Linked DNA regions of Mus musculus: all the other regions are linked to region 4. The links are chromatin contacts, called in public HiChIP or PLAC-seq and promoter capture Hi-C maps. All regions are on one chromosome and are shown on one strand. Each heading gives the region's core, a stretch centred on a gene start, on an enhancer-like site or on the middle of the called end of the contact. The rest is flanking DNA. Distances are from core to core; before and after follow the strand shown.

Region 1 (2,995 bases), core at 3-2,502, 390 kb after region 4:
GCTGGGTCTCCCTGAGTCCCCTGCACATTCTGTAACACTATTCTGGTGGCCTAGGCCCTACTTCCTGGTTCCCTGGAAACAGAGAAGTTGCCAGATGACCTGTAGGTTATCTTACTATTTACAAGAAGCATGTATAACTGTATGTAAAGTTACAAATAAGGCCTAAAAAAGTAAGCTTCCCGCCGGCAGCAGGGGTTTTGTGCATGTTTTACCCATGACTGTGTTCCTAGCGTCTAAATCATTAAATTAAAAAGTATATTGGTTTAGTGGGAGAATCTTGGCCCTGACAGCTTAAGTAAAGCCTTTTCCTAAAGAAATACTAGATATAGAGAAAAGACAGACATTGTGAGTTAAAGAAGTAAGGCAGATGGAGGAAAGAAGTACTTTCAAACTTCAGGAACATTTTAGTTCGGCAGATACACTATTCAAGGATAGGGAGAGACTGTCACTGCCCTCAGCTTAACTTCCACACAAAAAAGGAAAGTGATGTTTTAAATAGAACTCGGTAAACACTGCATTACAGCGACAATAAACATGTTCTATACCTATTCCTCAAAAGTCTCGGAGGAAGGTACAAAAAGTTCTTCCACACAGGAAACGGGATTTACACAGTGTGACCTGGGAGTTTGTTTGCTGAGAGCACAAGACCTGGACCCACGCCCCCTAAGCATCCCCAGCACAAAGTAGCAATGAGTGACTATGAATGTGCAGTCACAACCCACCTCGAGGCCTGGGGCGAGTCAGTGTGGGGAAGAATGGTTGGAAGGACGAAGGGTGGTTAGGGGACGTCAGTGGGAATAAGAAGCACAGCAGAGAGAGGAGCCCGACCGGGGAAAAAAGAGAATTCAGGCCAGGTGCTGCCTTCTCAAGACCAGTGGCGGCGCAGAGGCAGAAAGTGAGGGTAGTGGAACTGCAATATGAAAAGCCTTTAGGATCTAAGTGGTCGCCCCAGACTGGAGGCGTCTGGCTGGGTTCCTAGACTGGAGAACACCGGGCCAGACCAACCACGTTCCTACCCGTCCGCGCGCATCCGGCCGCAGATCCTGGAAGTCCGAGCCGTAAATGGCCTCCAGGGCCTGCAGCTCGTGGTCCTGTCGCTGCGAATAGCTCTCCTGTGGCTCAGCCCGGCCGCGTCCAGAGGCCCCGCGGCCCCCAGCCATGGCGGCCGGGGCAGGCGCAGCGGCCTAGGCGAGGTAGCGGTGATTCTGGGGTGGGTAGGGGAGCTCCAGCCCGCGCCGTGACCGAACTGAGGGCGGGGCCTCGAGTCGGAGTCGGGTCTGGGGGAGGGGCCTCGAGCTGATGACAGGTCTAGGGGGTGTGGCTCTGCTCTGGGGAGGCGCTTTAAAGACAGGATCTCCAGCGGGAGACGAACCTGGGGGCGGAGTCTCGAGCTGAAGACCGACCTAGGGGCGTGACTCTGAGCAGGTGAGAGGGCCTTGGGCGGAGCCTAGGCCAGGAGGCGGGTCTGAAGGCGGGGTTCTCCGCGGCTGACTCGTTTGGCCCACTCCGGAGAAGGCCAGTGGGCGGGGTTTTGCTCCAACTTCTCATGGCCCAAGACTTCTAATAAAACAAGAGTAGGGGAAAGCTTTGCCTTCTTCCTGAGGGGAGAAATTGAGTCAGGAATTGCCAACACACTTTGGAGAGCCAGTCTCTTAGGTCAAAGTGACAACACATATTAGTTTTCACAAAACAAGTATGTAGCAGAAACAGGCGCTGGAACTCCTTCACCCTGCCTGGCTAGAGAGAGGAAAATTTTAGAGCGCAGTCATGAGTTAAATCGTTTATCTTACCTGACCTTCCCAGAATGAGACTACTGGGAGGAAAAAACCGTAAACCCTGTTTCCCACATTCGTTACCCTTGAATCATTAATTAAATGTCTCATGCATGCTCTCTGGACTCTCTGAAATTCTCTCCTTGCATTTTCAAATCCCACAAAGAGAATTATCCGACCAGTTCATTTAATGTAAATTTGAGCATTCACATTCATGTAAAATGTTGCACCCTACTTTACATACTTAAGGGATGTATTTGTGTCCATATGAGTCAGGGTCTCCCTCTGCAGCATGGTCTGGCCTTGAATTCATAGTAATCTTCCTACTTTATCCTCTCAGCGCTAGGATCATGAGACTGTGCCACCATCCCTATTTGACCATATTTTTTTTTCACGCATATAAGTAACCTATCTATTCAGACATTGCTATTGCTTTGTTGTCTACCTGCTGTAGCTTAATTCAGAAAAAAAATGCACTATCATGCCTCGAGTTAGGTTAGGTGACATGTCTCTGTCAATCTTGTTTGCATCTATCTTGTTCACTTAGTAATGTTGACTTAGGCATCTCACCTTCAGACCACTCTGATCAGACAAGGTAACACAAAGGCCTTTTAGAAACCACCTCCTCCCTCCTTCAGCTGGAGACCTGTTCTGTTTCCAGGGACCCCTGCCTGGATACATGGCAGAACTCAACAAACAGTGAAGATATTTGTTGAGTGCTGCCTTTTTTTTTTTTTTTTCAGCTCTCACATTCAAACTGTCATCATGTCCTCAGTTTCCCCCTAAGCTGCAGCCCATTTTTACCACCTCTTCACTGGCTCTCTATTCGGCCGTCTTCATCCTTGCCCCATGTTAAGCAGCTCTTCCTATTGTAGCCAAAGTAAAGTTCCTAAATCACGAATATGGCCACACTAATCTCTAAAATCCTTCCAGTTTCCAACTGCTCTTCTTCTACTACAAAAGAAAAACTCAATACGGATTTTTTTCAACATAAAAGCAGAGGAAACATTATAATAACCCCAGGTATTTGTCATCCAGGTCCACAATGTCAGATGTCGTCACCAGTATTGTTTCATTTTCTCCATCCTTAGGAATGCTTTAAATATCAAATATTGTGGACTTTGTTTATAAAGAAGCATGTGTGTAACAGAAAAAGACATTTGAAACCCATTACACCTTAAAGTGTAACACTTTCTATGTTATTAATATCTGTATAGTAAAAA
Region 2 (3,052 bases), core at 250-2,749, 330 kb after region 4:
AGCCTGGCCACAATCCTCTTCAGTCTTTGCAAGGCCACAGGTGTGCATGATCATATACACTTAAAATCTACAGTTTCTCTAAATTCCATCTTCTAAGATTATACCACAGCTTAACTATATAGAAGTAGACAGCATGGATGGCCAGCCTTGGTTACCTACTCACTCAACTCTTTAACTACCAACCAAGGAGTACACATGGAGCGACCCATGGCTCCAGCCGCATATATTGTCAGGCATCAATGGGAGGCGGAAGGCCCTTGTCCTGTGAAGGCTCAATGCCCCAGTGTAGGGGAATGCCAGGGCAGGGAGGCAGGAGTGGGTGGGTGGGTAGGTGGAGCACCTTCATAGAAGCAGGGGGAGAGGAGATGGGATAGGGGGTTTCCAGAGGGGAAACCGGGAAAGGGGATAACATTTGAAATGTAAACAAATAAAATATCCAATAAAAGAAAAGAAAAACAAAACATTTCTCTAAATTATTTCAGGTGCTTCTGTGTTTTTGGTTTTGTTTTAACTTTTAGAAATGAAATAATAAAGGTTACCAAGACTGGCACCTTGACAACTCTTCAGAAACCATCTGGAAGCTTTTAGAGACTCAAGATGCTTCCCAGCTGAGGCCGCAGAGCTGCTGAGGAGCCAGGGCACCCTGCATCTGAGGAGCCAGGGCATCCTGCATCTGGGGAGCCAGGGCATCCTGCATCTGGGGAGCCAGGGCACCCTGCATCTGGGGAGCCAGGGCATCCTGCATCTGAGGAGCCAGGGCACCCTGCATCTGGGCTTCCTGGGCCTTGGCCGGTGCTGGGAGCCATTGTTTCCACATACAGAGCTGACCCCTTGGGTGTCCCAGGTTGGAAATCTGAAATGGGCTCTGTCTCTCAGTCTCTTGGAAGGGCATGGAGTGGGAAGGGTCAAAATCAATAAGTGATTACTAGCATGGCTCTTCCCTGAACTAAGCAGTCATGCTTTGTGCATGCTTTGTGCATGCTTTGTGCATGCTTTGTGCTTTTGGGGCTTTGGGGGATTTAAGCCAAGAACTTACAGCGCAGGGATAGCTGGTTAGACCCGGAATATCACAAGGTAAAACCCGAACAAAATAAAGAGATACGAACATGGGATGGCTTAGCAGGTAAAGGCACTCGCTGCCTAGCCTGGCAGCTTGGGTTCAATCCCTGAGGCACACATGGTGGGAAGAAAGAACTAATAATTCCTACAAGTTGTCCTTTGACCGCAATACGTGTACCATGACATGTGCATGTCCCACCCCCTTACATAAAATGTTATTTTAAAAAACCTATAAAAATGTAAGACATGGAGGTTAGATAAGCATTTAGTAGGAGAAAGGGTATTAGGAGTGGGAGGAAGATAAGAAAGGGCAGAGGGATGAGTTTGATCAGAATGTATCATAGACATACATAAAAACTATCAAAGAGTAAAGAGAAGTGCCCGCTATGTGTGACTCAGCCACCTTCAGGATGTCACTGTCGTAGGTGTAGTCTATAGCGGGGGAGATGTGCTGGCAGAAGATCTGACTCATCATGGTGCGGTAGGCCTTCCCATCTATGTTGGCCAGCGTGTGGTGCAGCACTTCATGCAGCTCGGACTCCTCCATCTGCGGCGGGGGGAGCAGCTCACTCTTGAGCAGTTCCATGGCCGTGGGCCGTTTAGCTGGATCATGGTTCAACAGCCAGGAGATGACAGATTTCTGCAACGTGACAGGCACATAGTTGGTAAGGAGACAGCAGATGAAACTCAGATAGGCGGTCATTCAGGGCACTTTTTATGCTTAGCTGGCACTTCCGAGATCTCTGATTATGCCATTTAGTGACCCATGACCCTGTGACTTGGGCATGAATGTAACTGGAGCATTCTTGAAAGGGAAAGGTCCCTTTGTCACCAACGATCAAACATATCCTTAACAAAGCACACGAAAGCTGAGCTTAGTCTTATGACTACAAAGGACTGTATAAAAAGGAGATATCTAGACATTACCATAGAGCCCATGCCTAATGTTAGTACTTACATAAGCACACAGCAGCACCTCTACCGCACAGCACACTGGTCCTCGCTCTCCCTCCTTTTCTTTACTGAGTCTATTCCCTGGAATCCTCTTGCTTTACACTGTTTGTTATGCCTCCATAGTGGAGAGCCCTCTGAAGCAGCACAAGCCTTTAAAAGGTACCCTAAACCTTTTTCTTTTTAAACAGTCTACTCAGTAAATAAATATATAGACCATGCTTTGAACTCAAAGAGATCCATCTACCTCTGTCTCCTGAATGCTGGGATTAAAGATACGTGCCATCACACCTGTTCCTTCATGATTCTTAACTCTGTAGCTTAGAAAAAGAATTTATAAAAAAATTGGCAGAATATTTGAGAACAGAAATTTTCAATTTTTAGATGGATTTCATAAGATATCTCTAATGTATCTTTAAAATACCCTTCTGGTGGGTGTGGTGGAAACAGAGGTGGGTCTCTATGAGTTCAAGGCCAGCCTGGTCTACATAGTGAGTTCTGGGACAACTAGGGGTATGTAGAGAGACCCTATCTATGAAGTGAGTATTTATAGTTATGACACTCAAAAATTCAGCGAATGACTAATTCAAATGGAAGATAGCAGCTAACAAGATAAATAGAACAGGTAACAGCCTGTTTTCTAATACTTCTTTACTAATTAAATAGAGGTGGCCAAATGAGCCCTGTTAGCCTTTAACAGTGTCATACTAAACACCATAGAAGTATAGAGACTTACTCAAACAGAAATAAAAAGACACTAACAGTCCCTAACTCTTATAGATGTGCAGTGGAATGGCCATGCAGACATGCAGCCAATAAGAAGTTGCAAATGTTGACATGCTCTGTTTATGTTCCTGTTCTCAATGCTGATAGTTTAAAGAAGATACTTTTGCCCTGACTATCACTGTCAATAACAGTCAGTGTAAGGAAGAAATTTCCCTATGACCTGAGTATTAACGAGTGAAGGTTTCACCACAGCAAACAACTATCAGAAAGAAGAAAGGAATACCAGAGAATGGTACACAGCTCACTTAGGGTCTCT
Region 3 (2,975 bases), core at 11-2,510, 490 kb before region 4:
CCGACTGCTCTTCCAAAGGTCCGGAGTTCAAATCCCAGCAACCACATGGTGGCTCACAACCATCCGTAACGAGATCTGACTCCCTCTTCTGGAGTGTCTGAGGACAGCTACAGTGTACTTATGTATAATAAATAAATAAATAAATAAATAAATAAATAAATAAATAAATAAATAAATCTTTAAAAAAATATTCAAAATATATTTGATAATGACAGTATAAAATCCATTGTGAAGTTCCACACCTTTTGTCTGAATGGCTATTCTATCTGTATAGAAGTTCATTGGCCATCGGTCATCTCTCCAGCCCATTTATATGTGTGTGTGTGTTGTGTGTGTATACGTGTGTGTGTGTGTGTGTGTGTGTGTGTGTAGCTAGACATTACATAGGGCTCGACAGGCACTCTACCATAGATGACATCACCAGCCCCTATAATATATGTATGTGTATATATTTTTGTTTCTTTGTTTTGAGACAGAGTTTCACTCTAGTCCTAACTGGCCTAGAACTTACTATGTAGACCAAGTTGGCCTCAAACACACAAGATCCTTATGCCTCTCTCTGCTCCTCCCTCTGTTCCTGCCACCCCAGTGCTGGGAATAAAGATGTGGACCAGCCCCATGCCATGGTATTTGTTTATTTGAGACAGGGTCTCACATTATAGTCCATCTGACTCTGTATCACAGAAGATGGCCTTGAACTTGTGATCCTTCTAGGGTGCTGGGGTTAGAGGAATGCACCGCCAAGCCAGTACTAGGATCAGACCCAGGACTTTATATGCTAGGCAAGCACTCTGAGCTACATTCTCAGCTTCAATCTCAGTATATTAACAAAATAGTTTATTAGTAAAATTACTATTCTGATGTTTAGTACTTGTACATATATATATATATATATATATATATATGTATATATATACATATATATATATGTGTGTGTGTGTGTGTGTGTGTTACTAACTTAGAAGAGATGAATGTGATGTGTTTAATTTGAACATGCAGTATTATGGATTCTGTAGCTGCATCTTCCTACTAACAATAAATTGTGGATTTACCAAAATATCATATGCCCGGTCTTTGTCCTTGTACCTTCGTGGAGCCTGGTTTTCATATTCCTTTCTTTTCTGGATGCTTGGTTTTTTTTCTGGGTGTTCTGCAGAGGGAGGCTCCAGGTCGGTGGGCGGGGTCCGGGGCACTAGGGACATGCAGATGAGGTGGGCGGGACCCAACTTATATACCTTCTGTCAGCCTCTAGCGGGCGTGCCCAGCTTGGACAGATTGTCAGCGTCCGGCTGCGGAACCTGCTTCCCCGAGTGCCGCGGAGCCTGGTCCGGGCTGGCCCCTCTGCTACCCCAGGAGCGGACCATGCCGCCGCGGGAGCTAAGCGAGGCCGAGCCACCGCCTCTCCCGGCCTCGACCCCTCCTCCGCGGCGGCGCAGCGCCCCTCCGGAGCTGGGCATCAAATGCGTGCTGGTGGGCGATGGCGCGGTGGGCAAGAGCAGCCTCATCGTCAGCTACACCTGCAATGGGTACCCCGCGCGCTATCGGCCTACAGCACTAGACACCTTCTCCGGTATGTTCTATAGCCCCGGGGCCCCTGAGGATGGGAAGGGTTGTGCATTCAGTAGCCTGCTGGCGGGAGGGTACGGAAGACCCCGGGAGCAGGCCCGGAGGTGGCGCTGGTGAGGCCTGCAGGAGGGACGAGGATGCTGTGCCTAAGTCATGCTTTCCCCTCCCCACCTCTGCAGTGCAAGTCCTGGTCGATGGAGCCCCTGTGCGAATCGAGCTTTGGGACACCGCAGGGCAGGTGAGAACCTGGGTGTAGCCTTCCTTGGGCAAGGGGTTGGAGAGGGTTGGAGGCTGGGAGGATCCCTGCGTGGAGTGGGAATGGAATAGGCTTTGGGCTTTAGCACTTTTAGGTCTCCACCCCCAAGGGAGAAGCAGATTCTGGTTCCAATGTGGAGGGAATGATGTTGCTAACAACTAGCCTTGCCACCCCAGGAGGACTTTGACCGGCTTCGTTCTCTCTGCTACCCGGACACCGATGTCTTTCTGGCTTGCTTCAGCGTGGTGCAGCCCAGCTCCTTCCAAAACATAACAGAAAAATGGCTGCCTGAGATCCGCACTCACAACCCCCAAGCACCCGTGTTGCTGGTGGGCACTCAGGCTGACCTAAGGGACGATGTCAATGTACTAATTCAGTTGGACCAAGGAGGCCGGGAGGGCCCAGTACCACAACCCCAAGCCCAGGGTCTGGCTGAGAAGATCCGCGCCTGCTGCTACCTTGAGTGCTCGGCCTTGACGCAGAAGAACTTGAAGGAGGTGTTCGACTCGGCCATTCTCAGTGCGATTGAGCACAAAGCCCGTCTGGAGAAGAAACTGAACGCAAAAGGTGTGCGCACGCTGTCTCGCTGTCGCTGGAAGAAGTTCTTCTGCTTTGTGTGAGCAGCTATGGCAAGAGATAGGCGGGTGGCCTGAGACTTCTGGACCCCGAGACATCGGGTACTGGCAGGGCCTGGCCAACCCCTGGAACTCAGTTCTCTATTGAACACAGGGCACATGGGCCTCAAAGCTGTACACCCTGGTGAGCCAGGGTGAGCTCTGTCTGTGCAGGGGCTGCCCCATTTGGATTTCTTTGGTCAAGACTCACAGGAAAATCCCAGCACTTTGATTTTCATGGGATAGCGCCATCAGCGTCAGTGCTGCTGAGCAGCTTGGGATGTAATTCTCAGTTTCTTATCCTGGGGCCACAGGTCAGTTTGGCTGAATGCAGGCCCCTCGGGGTCATCCCCCTCTCCTAGCACAGTGCGAGGATCAAGGAGAACAGTGGGGCATCTTGCAGGGCTGGCGGATGGTCAGCTTGATTTGGAGACGTTTGAGATGGGGTATGAAGAAGAGGGCAGTGAGAGATTGAGAGGGAAAACAGAAAGTGAGGCGAGTGGTGGACAGGAGGCAGATTAGAGGCCTGGGCCTGGAAG
Region 4 (2,805 bases), core at 24-2,523:
GTGGCTCCAAGCAGAGTCCCTGGCCTGTGCTCTGGTCTGGAGAATATACCCATACTGTGATTTGCCCTCTTGAATAAGATTTTATCTCTCTCAGGGTAATAATTTAATAAAAGAGGGAGAAAACATTTGCTTCCACCTGTGGGGCTTTCTCCTGCTTCTGAGAAACAGAATGTACAATTTAAATCCGATAATCTGAGATAAGGTGTCTGCAACTGCCTTTTGCCTCTTAAAAATGCCTTTTATTTCAGTCCAGGCAGGAAAGAGATGAAGTGTCATGTCTGAAGAGAGATTCTGGGGGCGGCAGAGTCAGGCAGGACACACAAATGGCGCCATATTGCTACCTGGCCAGACTGTTCCACCACACGTCTGATGAAGTCAGAAAAATGAAGGGTACCCAGTTCTGGGAATGGGCGCTCAGTGGGAAGGTGGTTTTTTTTTTTCTCTTCCACCCCCCCCCCCAGGCTCCTTCAGCGGTCATGGCTTCAGTCTAGTTTTTGCCATACACGGAGGCTAAAGCCAGTGTGTACACAAGCAGGAGGCCATGCAGGGAAAACAAACAACGATTTGCTGGGCAGCAGAGCAACCGATGGCAGTGGGCAGACAAGGAACTGATGGTGATGGACAGACAGTCAGCCCGTGGTGTAGATCCCAAATGTCGCCTTCTCTCCCTAGGATACCTGCTTTGGCCAGCCTTTTTTCCCCCCGTTGTACATGCACACCCCTTTGCTCACTGACATGCAGACCGACATAGCTGCGGTCCTGAGGCCTTTTGCAAAGACGCAGAGGCAAGGCCTCAGGGAGTTGGGGAAGCTCTAGAAGCTAAGGAAATGGACATCTGCGGCCTTAGGGGAAAGGAGAGAACAGTGGGTGGGGCAGGTCCCCCAGGAGGTGAAAGCAACGAGAACTGGTATTATCAAGTGTCGATGAGAGAGGATGAACTAGCCAGGCAAAATGAAGGTGTACAATCATACTCGCCTCGGGAAAAGGCTTTCAGAAGAGAGCTGGGGAATGGATGAGGTGATATGTGGCGGCGGCTATTTAGGATACCTGATGCAGGCTTACTGAGAAGATCTTCCAGCAGGATCTACGGAGGGGTTCTTCCTACTTGTTCCGGCAGCTGCCTTCTGGGGCTAATGTATTCCCCTCAGGCCGCTGCTTGCGGTTCAGAAACTGGCAAAGAGAAGATCGCTGCAGCAGCTGGGGCTGCTACCACCGTCCATGCCCGTGGGCGGCGCCGCTGTCCGGGCTCTGGTGCTGAAGCAGCGGCAGCGGTGGGATCTTGCGCATGCGTCAGCTCCAGAGGCCAGTCGCTGGGCGGGGCCGAAGAGAAATCCGCCAATGGACAGAGGGCAGGAAGGATGGAGGGGAGACAGGGACACGAGCTGCGGCAGAGCCGCAGCATGGGGGGCTGGGGGTTCGTTGTCACGAAGGTTGTAGGCTGCAGTACAGGCCTCTCTACCCTGACCAGCTCTCATCATTGTCCTTAGTAATATGGCCAGACCGTCCCTCCTGGACGCCTTGTACTTTTTACAAGAAACTAAAAAGGAACAACCCGGGTAAAATCCTCCCAACTTGAACCCCAGGCATCCACACTTTGTAACGCAGGGAAGCAGAGAGGTTGGGTCTCATAAATACCCTTATTTCTCTAGGCTTCTCTCAGTGTTCTGTCCTCCCGAGGGAGAGATGGGTATCTGCTCGAGTTGGGTCACTCCTCCCATTTTGGACCTGGCTCTGAGCCTGCGGCCTCTTCCTACATTAAAGCCTCTTCTCGAATCTTTTAAGTGCGCAACAAGGGATAGGGGGAGTGAGAGGAGGAGGGATGCCCAGCCCCTTTCATGCAGTTACCACCACTCTCCACCTACAGAGAGACCTGATAGCCACCCACTTCGGAGCACTTGCCAGCCCCGACGAGGGACTAGCTGTGAAGGAATTGAGGTGTTGGTCGGAAGGGCAGGCCTGGCTAGAGAACTGTAGTTGAATTATAGTGAATACCAGAAGTAGGAGAAGCCTCAGTGTAGAGGAGTCCTTGGTAGATTTGGTTAGGCAAAAGAAAAAACAAAAAACAAAAAACAAAAAACAAAAAAACAAAAACAAAACAAAAACAAAAAAAAAAAAAAACAAAAAAACTTCACAACAAGCAGGCTGTTTTGGGCCTGGCTGTGCTGTGCATGGAGGTGACAAGCTAGAAGCAATGGGCTGAGGAGAGTCAGACTCAAGAGATTTGGCTTAAAGATATCCCTTAATTGTGTCCAAGTGCTGGTCTAGGCAGGCACGGGTTCTAGAGCCCGGGCTGAGTGGATCTGGAGGTTTAGAAGTAAGTGCCTTGAGTGACTTACAGTTGGCTGCAGAGATAAAGGCAGCCTTAAATCAGTGCCAGGAGGCCAGGGTGTGGCTAGACCTAGGAGATGGTTGATAGCACCTCTGATCTACAATTTGTGGCAGAGAAAGGGCAGGGTACAAAGAGAGACATTTCTTTCGAATAGCTTTAAAGCAAGCTTCCTGGAGACAGTGGAGCTGCGGCTGGCTGGGGAGGTTTTGGAAATGTGAAGGCATGAAAGACAGGCAGAGCATGCTTCACCTGGAGTGGGATTTAGGAGACTGTAACAAAAGAAGGTTGGGAGTTCAGTATGTTTTCAGGAAATGGTGAGAATGTACTCAGAGCTGTGGAAGCCCCCATCAGATCAGTGATCTTCAGCAGCGATATGTTGTGGGTACCACTCAGTCAAGTTTCTGAGAATGCCAAGACGGATATCTGGCCTTCATAGTAATGAAATTTAGATAGAACTGGGCTCTGAGGACCAGTCG

Evidence for each region. Promoter capture Hi-C pulls out the DNA fragments that hold promoters and counts their contacts. HiChIP or PLAC-seq counts read pairs in DNA pulled down with a chosen protein or histone mark. Capture Hi-C pulls out chosen DNA fragments and counts their contacts.
Region 1: a promoter capture Hi-C map of adipose tissue shows a contact between it and region 4. The contact joins the promoter of Eif2ak4 here to the promoter of Disp2 in region 4. A contact is called at or near these places in 1 of 39 promoter capture datasets (embryonic stem cells), 1 of 115 datasets of contacts at active chromatin or transcription factors (large pre-B cells) and 1 of 9 other capture datasets (adipose tissue).
Region 2: a promoter capture Hi-C map of hippocampal neurons shows a contact between it and region 4, with 2.3 times the contacts expected there. The contact joins the enhancer-like site here to the promoter of Disp2 in region 4. A contact is called at or near these places in 2 of 39 promoter capture datasets (hippocampal neurons and pre-B cells) and 1 of 9 other capture datasets (liver).
Region 3: an H3K4me3 HiChIP or PLAC-seq map of bone marrow-derived macrophages shows a contact between it and region 4, with 3 times the contacts expected there. The contact joins the promoter of Rhov here to the promoter of Disp2 in region 4. A contact is called at or near these places in 3 of 39 promoter capture datasets (the C10 cell line, liver and pre-B cells) and 3 of 115 datasets of contacts at active chromatin or transcription factors (bone marrow-derived macrophages, microglia and pancreatic cancer cells).

Annotation. Positions count from the first base shown.
Region 1 is chr2:118,386,874-118,389,868 of GRCm38.p6, reverse strand. It overlaps Eif2ak4 (eukaryotic translation initiation factor 2 alpha kinase 4), which reads right to left and starts at 1,252. Exons shown (of 39, transcript NM_013719.3): 1 at 1,017-1,252. The coding sequence starts at 1,160.
Region 2 is chr2:118,446,923-118,449,974 of GRCm38.p6, reverse strand. It overlaps Eif2ak4 (eukaryotic translation initiation factor 2 alpha kinase 4), which reads right to left. Exons shown (of 39, transcript NM_013719.3): 21 at 1,463-1,699. Among named protein-coding and RNA genes, the nearest start is that of Srp14, 31 kb to the left of the region's middle. Within about 2 kb of position 1,499, at least 4 of the 459 cell types and tissues checked have an H3K27ac peak or open chromatin away from gene starts, as enhancers often do. A contact at or near this core is called in hippocampal neurons, where this site is marked.
Region 3 is chr2:119,269,511-119,272,485 of GRCm38.p6, reverse strand. Rhov (ras homolog family member V) reads left to right here and starts at 1,260. Exons shown (of 3, transcript NM_145530.2): 1 at 1,260-1,570; 2 at 1,746-1,804; 3 at 1,999-2,975. The coding sequence starts at 1,363. The coding sequence ends at 2,442.
Region 4 is chr2:118,778,187-118,780,991 of GRCm38.p6, reverse strand. It overlaps Disp2 (dispatched RND tramsporter family member 2), which reads right to left and starts at 1,273. Exons shown (of 8, transcript NM_170593.3): 1 at 1,048-1,273.